Linked DNA regions of Ovis canadensis: region 1 is linked to region 2. A link is a contact called in public Hi-C data. All regions are on one chromosome and are shown on one strand. The core of a region is the stretch at or near the end of the contact, and the rest is flanking DNA. Distances in the headings are between cores, read along the strand shown.

What was found. Hi-C and Micro-C count contacts between places; a contact is called where the count stands out from the background.
Region 1: a contact with region 2 is called in a Hi-C map of fibroblasts, with 4 times the contacts expected there. The contact joins the promoter of IRX5 here to the promoter of IRX3 in region 2. A contact is called at or near these places in 2 of 2 Hi-C or Micro-C datasets (fibroblasts and lung).

The regions. Positions count from the first base shown.
Region 1 is chr14:36,401,478-36,406,428 of ARS-UI_OviCan_v2, forward strand. IRX5 (iroquois homeobox 5) reads left to right here and starts at 1,985. Exons shown (of 5, transcript XM_069549858.1): 1 at 1,985-2,694; 2 at 3,759-4,164; 3 at 4,314-4,951. The coding sequence starts at 2,446. LOC138418453 reads left to right here. Exons shown (of 2, transcript XM_069549855.1): 2 at 1-785. The coding sequence ends at 515. It overlaps LOC138418454 (a long non-coding RNA gene), which reads right to left and starts at 488. Exons shown (of 12, transcript XR_011248586.1): 1 at 71-488.
Region 2 is chr14:35,779,806-35,784,950 of ARS-UI_OviCan_v2, forward strand. IRX3 (iroquois homeobox 3) reads right to left here and starts at 2,205. Exons shown (of 4, transcript XM_069552796.1): 1 at 1,382-2,205; 2 at 92-1,214. The coding sequence starts at 1,648.

The DNA.
Region 1 (4,951 bases), core at 735-3,234, 620 kb after region 2:
CGGCTCGAGAGGCAGGAAGCCCGGCCGAGACGCAGAGGGTACGCGGTGGCAGGATGGACGCGGGGCTCACCTCTCCTCCGCAGCGCGGGAGCTTGAGCCGCGGACGCTCCCTCGTGGCTGGCGCGAGCCCCCGGCGGGCGGCGCGCGCGGGCCGCTACCGACCGTTAGCGCGAGGGGCTGCGGCGGCGGCGGCGGCAGCGGGCGGAGCCGGGGGCGGGCGTTGGGGAGCTGAAGGGCCGCAAGAGCGGGAGCGACGCAAGCAGGCGGGGACGCTCCTGGGCACTCCCCGCGATCACCCCGGCCTAGCCCGAGCCCCGGAGGACACTGCCCCCTTGGCTGCTGAGAGGCCGCCAGCGATCGCCTCCGCGCGCGCGGGGCTGCTCGGCCTCGCCTCAGTCGCGGCCGGTTCGCTGCCACCTCAGCTGGGCTATGCCCGCCACCGCCGCCGCCGGCTTCCCGTCTCCATGACAATAGGGCGCCGACGCCCCGCCCCGCCCCGCCCCCTCGGCGCCTAGACTCGGAGGGAAGCGGGCTCACGTCGCCGAGGGGCGGAGCCTATAGAGGCCAGCGTCCAATTAGAGGCGAAGGCAGGGAGGGATGGGGCCGGGCGATTTCAGAAGTTGTAGGAGAATATCCGCCTGAGGGGCGGGGCCTGGGAGAACTGACGGGGAGGAGTCTGCGCGCGTGCGTGAAGTCGCGCTGCAGAGTGCGGGTCTGGAGACTAGGCTTGTGTGCCAGACCCGGTTGGAACTTAGGAAATAAAAGTATCTCAACTGTCAGAGTCATTGAGGGAAACTTTGTGTCTAGGTATACTTCGGCTTCCGTGTGACTGCATTATAAAAGCCACAAAGTCCCTGATCTACTGGAGTGCCCAAAACTGTGCCAGCCCCTGTCCTGGTTCACCAGCGCCCCTGTCTGTCCCAGAGTTCGAGTGCTTCTGTGGCTTGCGGTGGCGCTGGGTGTAGAGACAGGCAAAAGGTCTATTTTGTATTCTGTGTGGCCTTCGTGGGCAAGGGCTCGGCCTGTGACTCAGTTGTGTTTGCCTTGCCAGCGCCTCGCTGAACAAACAGTGGTTGGGTTGGTTACTCCCCCGCGGACTGTTAGCGGTGAAGCGTGGGCGGGTGCGAGCGAGTGAGCGTGCGAACTGGAAGAGGACCCGCACTCTCCACCACCGTCACCACCGGCCTGGAGGGGCGAGCTGCCGGTGATGCAAAGCCCCAAGAAAGGGGCAGCGAGCCATTGTGGGAGAGGGCGTAATGGAGTCCAGAGACTTACTCCAGTGTAGCTGCTTCTCCTCCGTCTGGCAGCTCTTGCCCACAACCTCTCTAGAGAAAGGCTCCCCCCCGTAGTACTGGGTCCCCAGTGTCTCCTCCCTCGCCGTCTGGCGGGGAGTTGGTGGACGGGAGGCTGAGCCGGAGACGTGCAGATGTCCAAGGCCTGTCTCTCGCCCACCTGCTGCTGCTGGTGGAGGATAGTCACCCCGGACTCCCAGCGCCCTGAACGCTGGCATCCATCTGGGTCTCCAGCGCTCTCGTGGGTCCTTTAACTAGGGGGAGAAACCAGGGGAGGGTGGACAGCGATCCGCTTTGGAGCCCAGCCTCCTCGCGAACAAGAAATCCGCTAACTCCGCGATTTACTGTGGCGTAGAAAAAGCAGAGCGTTCGCTGGCGCGTGGTCCGCTGCCTCGTTCCCTTTGTGCGTCGGAACGCGGACCGGCCACCAGGGCCCGCTTGTGTCGGAACCGCCGCTCCTCCTCCCCGACTTAGCAGGGGAGGAAAGTTGGAAGAGATAGTCGCGCCTGGGATGTGATTGTCATCCTGGGGCCGGCGCTCGAGAGTCTGAGTGAGAGAGAGGGAGAGACCGATGAGGGGAGGGGGGGGGGAGGAATAAGAGGAGGGGGGAGAGGAGGGCCGCGGAGGAGAGGCGGGCGCTAGGGAGGGGCGAGGGGAGCGCCAGCGAGCGGGAGAGGGAGCCGGGGAGGAAGAGGGAGAGGACGAGGAGCGCCTGGCGGCCGGGTTGGCTGCGGCCGCCCAGAGGCTCCTGCCAGTCCTCCCACCGACTACACCCCGGGAAGGAGGAGCTTCAGGCGCGCACAAGGCGTCAGAATCCTCAATTTCCAACTTAGCATCTTGGCAGGACCTTTGCGAAGCCAAAAGCGGAGCCCCCCAGTGCAAAGAGCGAGGGGGAAAAAGAGAAAGCAACAAGGGAGGGGGGGAAACCCTGCCGGGAGGAGCGAGGCGCGCAGAGGAGCGGGCTCATCGGTCGCAGCCAGAGGCGCGCGGGAAGCCAGCGAGGAGGCGCCGCGGGCCGGAGCCCGGGAGCCGGGGCCCGAGGAGCAGCGGCCCGGGGCAGCCGGAGACCAGGTGCCCGCCCGCTCGCCCTCGCAGGGCGCCGCCCGGCTCGTTGGCGGCCGCGGCGCGGAGCGCCCCATGCCCGTGTGTGGCCATGTCCTACCCGCAGGGCTACTTGTACCAGCCGTCCGCCTCGCTGGCGCTCTACTCTTGCCCGGCGTACAGCACCAGCGTCATCTCGGGGCCCCGCACGGATGAGCTCGGCCGCTCGTCGTCGGGCTCCGCGTTCTCGCCCTACGCCGGCTCCACCGCCTTCACGGCGCCCTCGCCGGGCTACAACTCGCACCTCCAGTACGGTGCCGATCCCGCGGCGGCAGCCGCCGCCGCCTTCTCTTCGTACGTGGTAAGTGAGCGGGAGCCTGGGCGGGCGAGGGCAGCTGGGGCCGCGCGTGGCGGGCGGGGGTTGCGGGGGACACGGGCCTCGGCTTCACCGCGGACCGTCCCGCCGAGCCTCGCGGCCCCTGCGAACTTGGGCGATTGTCTCTCTCGGCTTCTCCCGGGTTTCGGGCTCAGGAGTTGCACGGAGAGGAGAGCCGCGTCTTGCTCAGATCGCTAACTTGGCGGAAGGGGTTTTTGGGGGGAGAGGTCGCTTCAAAGAGCAACATTTGGTTCAAACGTGAGCTCTAGGCCGTCCTGCACATTTTACTCTATTTCATTTTGGGGGGTTTGGCCATTTGGCGAAAAGTAGTTCAAAAGAAATAGATCCGAAATCTGAACAGAAGCGTGCTCGGTCTGTGTAAATGTGTTTGGCCTCGCCTTTAATTAGTCCTCCAAAATGTTGCAAATCCGTAATCCTATCTTCGCAATCCGATTTGGAGGTATTAAATTTCTGAAAAGTCGGGCGAGCTGCGGTGCATCCGGGATTTTTCGGCCGGGTGCACTTTCTGGAAAAGCGCCGTGGCTTCGGTTTGGGATAACACTTTTGGAGGGGAGGGGGTGCCAGGGACAAGGCTTGAATCTTCGTTTGCCTTTCTCTGGGGGGGAAAAAAATTCCTTGACTTCCTTTGCTCACTACCCTTGTTTCTACTGCGCAGCCACTCGGGCGCAGAGAGCAGAGTCGCCGCCGCTGCCCGGGCCTCTCTCTGGGTAGAGGGGCCTGGCCTCGGTGGCCGGATCTGCTCACGCGGGGGAGGACGTGCCCAGCCAGAGGGGGGCCTACCAGGTGCCGGGGAAGCCAGGACTGCTCCAAGAGCCTCCAAGGACTCAGGGATTGGCGGCCTCTGCTTCCTTCTAAGGAGGAAGAGGGGTTGCCCCCGGGTCTGAGCCCTCCAGCCCTACCCCAGGGGGAGCCTGAGTGCGGGCCTCGCTGCCCGAAGACCCCTGGGCGCAGAGGAAGTGTGCTTCGGTCGCCCAGGTGCCAACTGGGGACCACGGCCCACTCACGTTCTCTCTGCCCTTTCCCTGCAGGGCTCTCCCTACGACCATACACCGGGCATGGCAGGTTCCTTGGGGTACCACCCGTACGCGGCGCCCCTGGGCTCGTACCCGTACGGGGACCCCGCGTACCGGAAGAACGCCACGCGAGACGCCACCGCTACGCTCAAGGCCTGGCTCAACGAGCACCGCAAGAACCCCTACCCCACCAAGGGCGAGAAGATCATGCTGGCCATCATCACCAAGATGACCCTCACCCAGGTGTCCACCTGGTTCGCCAACGCGCGCCGGCGCCTCAAGAAGGAGAACAAGATGACGTGGACGCCACGGAACCGCAGTGAGGACGAGGAGGAGGAGGAGAACATTGATCTGGAGAAGAACGACGAGGATGAGCCCCAGAAGTCCGAGGACAAGGGCGACCCCGAGGGCCCCGAAGCAGGTTGGTGGACGCGGGAAAGGGTGTGTGGAGCCAAAGAGGGGCCTGGAGAGGGGGCGCCCAAGGCCTGGAGATTGGGGACAGGGCCTTTTGCCTTTGCGGGTGGGGACCTGTGGCCTCCGTGCCTCTGACCGCCTGGGTTTCACCCGCAGGAGGAGCAGAGCAAAAGGCGGTTTCGGGCTGTGAACGGCTGCAGGGGCCGCCCACCCCTGCCGGCAAGGAGACCGAGGGCAGCCTCAGCGACTCGGATTTTAAGGAGCCGCCATCCGAGGGTCGCCTCGACGCGCTGCCCGGGCCCCCCCGCGCCGGCGGGCTCTCCCCGGCCGGGCCCGCGGCAGCGCGGCTGGCCGAGGACCCAGCCCCTCATTACCCCTCCGGCGCGCCGGCTCCGGGCCCGCACCCAGCCGCGGGAGAGCTGCCCCCCGGTCCCGGAGGGTCCTCGGTCATACACTCGCCGCCACCGCCGCCGCCGCAGGCGGTGCTCGCCAAGCCCAAACTGTGGTCTCTGGCGGAGATCGCCACATCCTCGGACAAGGTCAAGGACGGGGGCGGCGGGAGCGAGGGCTCTCCGTGCCCACCGTGCCCCGGGCCCGTAGCCGGGCAAGCCCTAGGAGGCAGCCGCGCCTCGCCAGCCCCGGCGCCATCGCGCTCGCCCTCGGCGCAGTGTCCCTTCCCAGGCGGGACGGTGTTGTCCCGGCCTCTCTACTACACGGCGCCCTTCTATCCTGGCTACACGAACTATGGCTCCTTCGGACACCTTCACGGCCACCCGGGGCCCGGGCCAGGCCCC
Region 2 (5,145 bases), core at 955-3,454:
GCGTGGTAAGCGCCCTGCGCTCGCGAGGGACCTGCCCGGGCGCGACCCCCAGACTCACCCCCTCCCTCCGAATCCTGCGCGCCGCAGTCACCTGTTCCGCCCTCGGGCTCCGCCGGCCGAGCGAAGGCAGCGGCGGCGGCGGCGGCCGGGTGGCCCGCGGCTCCGGGAAGTCCCAGCAGGTGTGGCGGGCCTGAGCCCAGCAGAGAGAGCGGGTGCGGACGTGGGCCAGGCGGCGGGCCTGGGAACGGCCGGTTGGTCCAAGCGGGGAACTTGCCCAGCGGCGCCGAGACGAGTCTGTGAGCCGCGGCGGCGGCGGCGGCCGGAGAGAGCTGCAGGGCCGAGGGCGCGACCGCTGCCCCGGGGGGAGAACCCCCCGCGCCCTGAGGCGAGCGGCGAGGGTTGTCCGGGCTTGTGGCCGTCTCGGCCAGGGACCAGATCTTGGGTTTTTGCAGGGCCGAGGCGGGCGCCGGTGCAGGAGCGCAGGGGTCCAGGCCCGCTGGGGGCGAGGGCGGAGATGGCGGAGCGGTGGCCACGGGCGGTGGCACTGGGGCCAGACTCAGGACGGGCAGCGGACGCTCCTCCAAGCCCTCGGAGCTGTCGTCCGAGTCGCTATTCTTGGAGTCTGAGATGGGTTCCAGGCCGAGGTCGCCGTCCCTGTGCGACGCCCCAGTCAGGGCCAGCTCGGGTCCCGCGACCGCGCCGTCTAAGTTCTCCAAATCGATCTCCTCGTCTTCATCGTCGTCCGCCAGGCCCTCGCCCCCGGTGTCCTCCTCCTCCCCCCCGAGCTCCTCCTCCTCCAGCTCCAGTTCGCGCTTGCCGTCTTCTTCATCCTCCTCCTCGTCTTCCTCCTCGCGCTCGCTCCCATAAGCGTTGCCCTCCTCGTCGGTGCGGCTCCGGGGCGCCCAGGTCATCTTGTTCTCCTTCTTGAGGCGCCGGCGCGCGTTGGCGAACCAGGTGGACACCTGGGTGAGGGTCATCTTGGTGATGATGGCCAGCATGATCTTCTCGCCCTTGGTGGGGTAGGGGTTCTTGCGGTGCTCGTTGAGCCAGGCCTTGAGCGTGCTGGTGCTCTCTCGGGTGGCGTTCTTGGGCCGGGACGGGTCCCCGAACTGGTACTGGCCGTAAGGGTAGAAGGCGGGGTGCGGGTGTGGAAACGCGGTGGCCGCGGCCGTATGCTGCACCCCGGGGCTGTCCTTCAGCTCATACTGCGTGCCCTGTACGCACATGGACAAGGAAGGGACGCGCGCGGAGGGAGCGAGGATGAGCCCCGGCCGTCGCCGCCTCCACCCGCCCGGCCCAGGCCGCGCCAGTCTACTGAGCGCGCACACCTCGTCCGGCGCCCCAGCTCTAACCCCCCTTCCGCGGCTCCCAGGGCACTTACCAGCTGAGGGAAGATGGGCAGCTCGGCGGCGTAGGGCAGGAAGGCGCCGTAGCCTTGGGCGGCTGCGGCTGCGGCTGCGGCCGCGGCGTAGGGCGCCCCGTACACGGACGAGAGCACGTTGGACAGGGACCCCGAGGCAGCCAGCTCCGAGGCGCCGGCTCCCGGGCCGCCCCGGGCCCCAGCGCTGCCACCGCCGGCGGCGGCCCCCGGGCGCTCGGGTGGGTAGAGCGGGCGGATGTACTGGTATCCGAGCTGGGGGAAGGACATGGTGGCCCGCGGGGCACGGACAGAGAGGGGGCCCTGCCCCCCGGGGCCGCCCAGCTCAGCGCCGCCCGCGGGCTCCGGGGCACATCGGGGGCTGGGCCCGGCTGCGGCCGCGCTGCCTTCCGCGCTGCGCTGCGCTCCGCGTTCGCCTATCGATCTGCTCCGGGGCGGCGGCGGCGGCGGCGGCGGCGGCGGCGGCGGCGAGGAGCCAGGTCAGGTCCGAACAGATTGGCGGAGATTCCCGGGGCTCCGGAATCTGATTGACATTTCTACGGGCCCACAAGCCCCTCCTCTCTGCGCCGCGCTCCCTCCTCTCGGCCGCCGGAGCTGCCTCTGCCCGCGCCTGGCTCCTCGCTGCCCTCCTCTCCCCGAGCAGTGTCGCGCCTCGCTTCCTTCGCCCTCCTCTAGTTTTCACTCCCCCTCCTCGCCCTTCCTCTCTCCTCCCCTTTCTGCGCTCCTCTTCCCCCCAGGATCGCTTCCGCTCCTTCGGGCTCTTTCACGCTCCTGGACTACGGAACTCTTTCTCGTCTTTCCCTTTCTCGCTGTTCCTTTCTCTCCCCTTTCTGTTCCCGTCACTCTTTCTTTTTAAAATCTATTTTCTCTGTACACACACCACACTCCCCACACTCCCATCCCCCCGGCCTCTGAGCTTTGGGTTAAGGCGGCCCAAACTTGTGGACACTCGGGGTGCCGTGCGCGGGGGGTAGGGTGGGGTGGGGGGGAGGGTGTGTGTGTGTCCGTATCTGTGTCGGTGTGTCCGTCCCCGCCCTCGCCCCCTCCCTCGCCCTTCCCCAAATCTCGGGTCTGACGTCGCGCCCTCTTATTCGACTTTTCCTCGCGTCTCCTTCGCGAGTCGCCAATCGCCTGGGCGCCCTGCAGGCGAGGCCGCCCACCCCGCAGAGAAGGCGCGCGGGGCGGGGCGGGGCGGGGGCGGGAGCCCCCGCGCAGCGAGTCCCTTCCCGCCCCCTCTGGCCCGCGGCGGAAGGGGGCGCGGGAGGCGCGGGGACCGGGGTTAGCACTGGGTCAGCTCACCCCTCTCGCTCTCGCCTCTCGGTGCCTCTCCCCCTGCCCCAGCGCGTGGGATCTGGGTCAGGACCAGACAGACCCTGGTCCGGGGCAGGCGCTGGGACTTTACTCTGCCCCGGCCCGCTTTCTAGCTCGCACCTCTAGACTCTCGGCCACTCTTAGTGGCTTAGGGAGGGGGTGGAAGAGGCGTGAGGGAAGTGGGGGCGTGTGCTTTAAGGGAGTCTTCGAGGACTGTCTCACTGCCCGGGGTGGGGCGGGGAGGCGAGGTAGCCCCCTTCCCAGAGGACTAAATCCTGCAGTTAACCACGTTCACGCCACGCGGATGTCAGGGTGCAGAATCCTTCCTTAGAAATGGCGTGTGTGTTGGGGGAGGGCGGTGCTGCAGAGTGGACACCTCAGGCATCCTGGGGAACGATGTCAGGGAGACGGAGCCCGCCGGAGCCCTAAGCCGGCGTGGGATGGGGCAGGAGCAGGGAGCCGGGTGGCGGAGGCTCCAGGAACTTTCAGCGAGCGCTTGGAAAAGTTAATATGCTGGAATTTTCGAGCCGTAGAGATTCTTCGTTTCCCTCCCCCTTCTCCTGCTCCCGGGGTCTCCGCGCCAACCTGTTTTCCTTCGGCAGAGGTCCTCCCATCCGCGGGGGTGGGGATGGGAGGCAAGACTTAAGTTTTACAGTGGAGTATTTCCTAAACCAAAGCTGAAATCTTAGAATCCGCGCGCCCACCTTCACAGGTTAGGGCGTGCAGCCGAGAGGAGGATTGAAATTCCCGGTATTGCGGCGACTCCGGGCTGAACGCTTTAGGCCGCTGCGGCGACCCACGCACAGGCCAGGCCAGCAGCAGGAGCGCTCCGGGACAACCCCCGGGCGGTGCCTGTCTTGGAGTTGCCCGTCCCGGATCGGAGGCGGAAAGTGGCTGCCTTGCTCTGATAGAAGAATCTAATCCGAATTCTAGAAGAGCGGAGGGATCGGAGAGTCTTGGCCCTAGCTGTCTCTGGTCTCAGTGGCTCCAAGGAGCCCCGCTGGGAGTCCCGTGGACACCCGGTTTTGACCTCGCCCCTATTCCCCGCCTCTTTCTACCAGTCTTCGTGTGGGTTGGCGCCTCGAGTAGACATGAAGGCCGAGAAAATTGGGTGGTGGTGGGGGGTATACAAGGGAAAGTTTTGGGGCAGCTAGGTTTGGGGTTCGATAGGGGAGAGTAACGTGCGGCCTCCTCAAACTGAGTCAGCCTGCTTCCCTGACCTTCTACTCACCTGCGTCTGCCTGGTGCCAGGTGTTGGCCTTAGCTGGAGTCTCCCCAGAAGAGGAGGTATCAGAGGAAGCTTTGAAATGTTTCCCCGGCGCCTGATTTCGTTTTCAGTTAACCGTCTCAGCCGAGTGGCATAGGGAATCACGGGCTCACCGACTCAAGAAAAATCTCAGGGTTATAAAATTGAGGGTAACGTTATTGCCTGGAGTGTTCCCTAAGTGTCAGACGCGGAGCCTCGACGGCCCGCAGACCTAGAGTTTGCACAAGGTAGACGCACCAGACCCAACCCCGGGGAGAGCCAAGAGCGAGATGCTGAAGTGGGGAGCCTGGGGCTGCGCTGGGCCCCTGTCTAACGCGCAGCTCTTCGAGAAGAACAGAAACAATGAACACAGGAGATGCTTCCTCCGCCCGCAGTAACTCGCTATCGACCTGGCTGCGCTGGACGGTGAGAGGCGGGAAAGAGGCCAGGCAAGGGGCGAAGCTGTGCTCAATGAATTAGCCACGCCGGACTAGGGGACCCATGACCCAGAAGACGAACCTCCAACCCAGATGAGGACTCAAGGACCTCGATTATTTAGAAACCTCCAGGCGCCCCAGGTCTTCAGCAGAACAGCCTCTCCGCTCCCCTAGTCTCCAGCGGAGACCCTAGCCCGGGCGGTCCGCGCCCCACCTCGGGACCCAGAGCCCTAGGCAGCCGAGCCCCGACGTGGCGCTAGCTCCCCAATGCCACCAGGCCAGTGGAATCCGACTCTGAACTGAACTCACGGGTCCAAAAACAGCCGAGCCTTTTCCAGGGAGTTTTAATCCAAGAGATGGGGTCAAAGTGACATTCGCACAGGGAGGAGAAGCAGGTGCATGGGAAGTTGATTTGGGAAAGTCGTGCGCGCAAAAACGCACACAAACCCTTTTCCACCATCTCGCTTTCTTCCAACGTTCCCAGAGCACAAAATGCTTCGGAGGCTTGCTGTAGACGCTCTCTCAACGCGGCTGAAGGTGTGGGGAATGAGCAGGGGGCGTCCACAGCACTGGCTTAGCGCGCACTCACTGCACCGCTCCCGGGTCTCACACTCGGAGGTGCGGGCCCGACGTGTGCCCAGGGCCGGTGTCCCGCCTGGCTCAAGGGCTGAGCGGCGCATTGTACCCGGGACTCCAGTCACCAGGCCCCCTTCCTGCCCCCTCCTCGCTCGGCCTCACGGCGCCCACGCGTCCCCATCGGGGGGCGCCGCTGT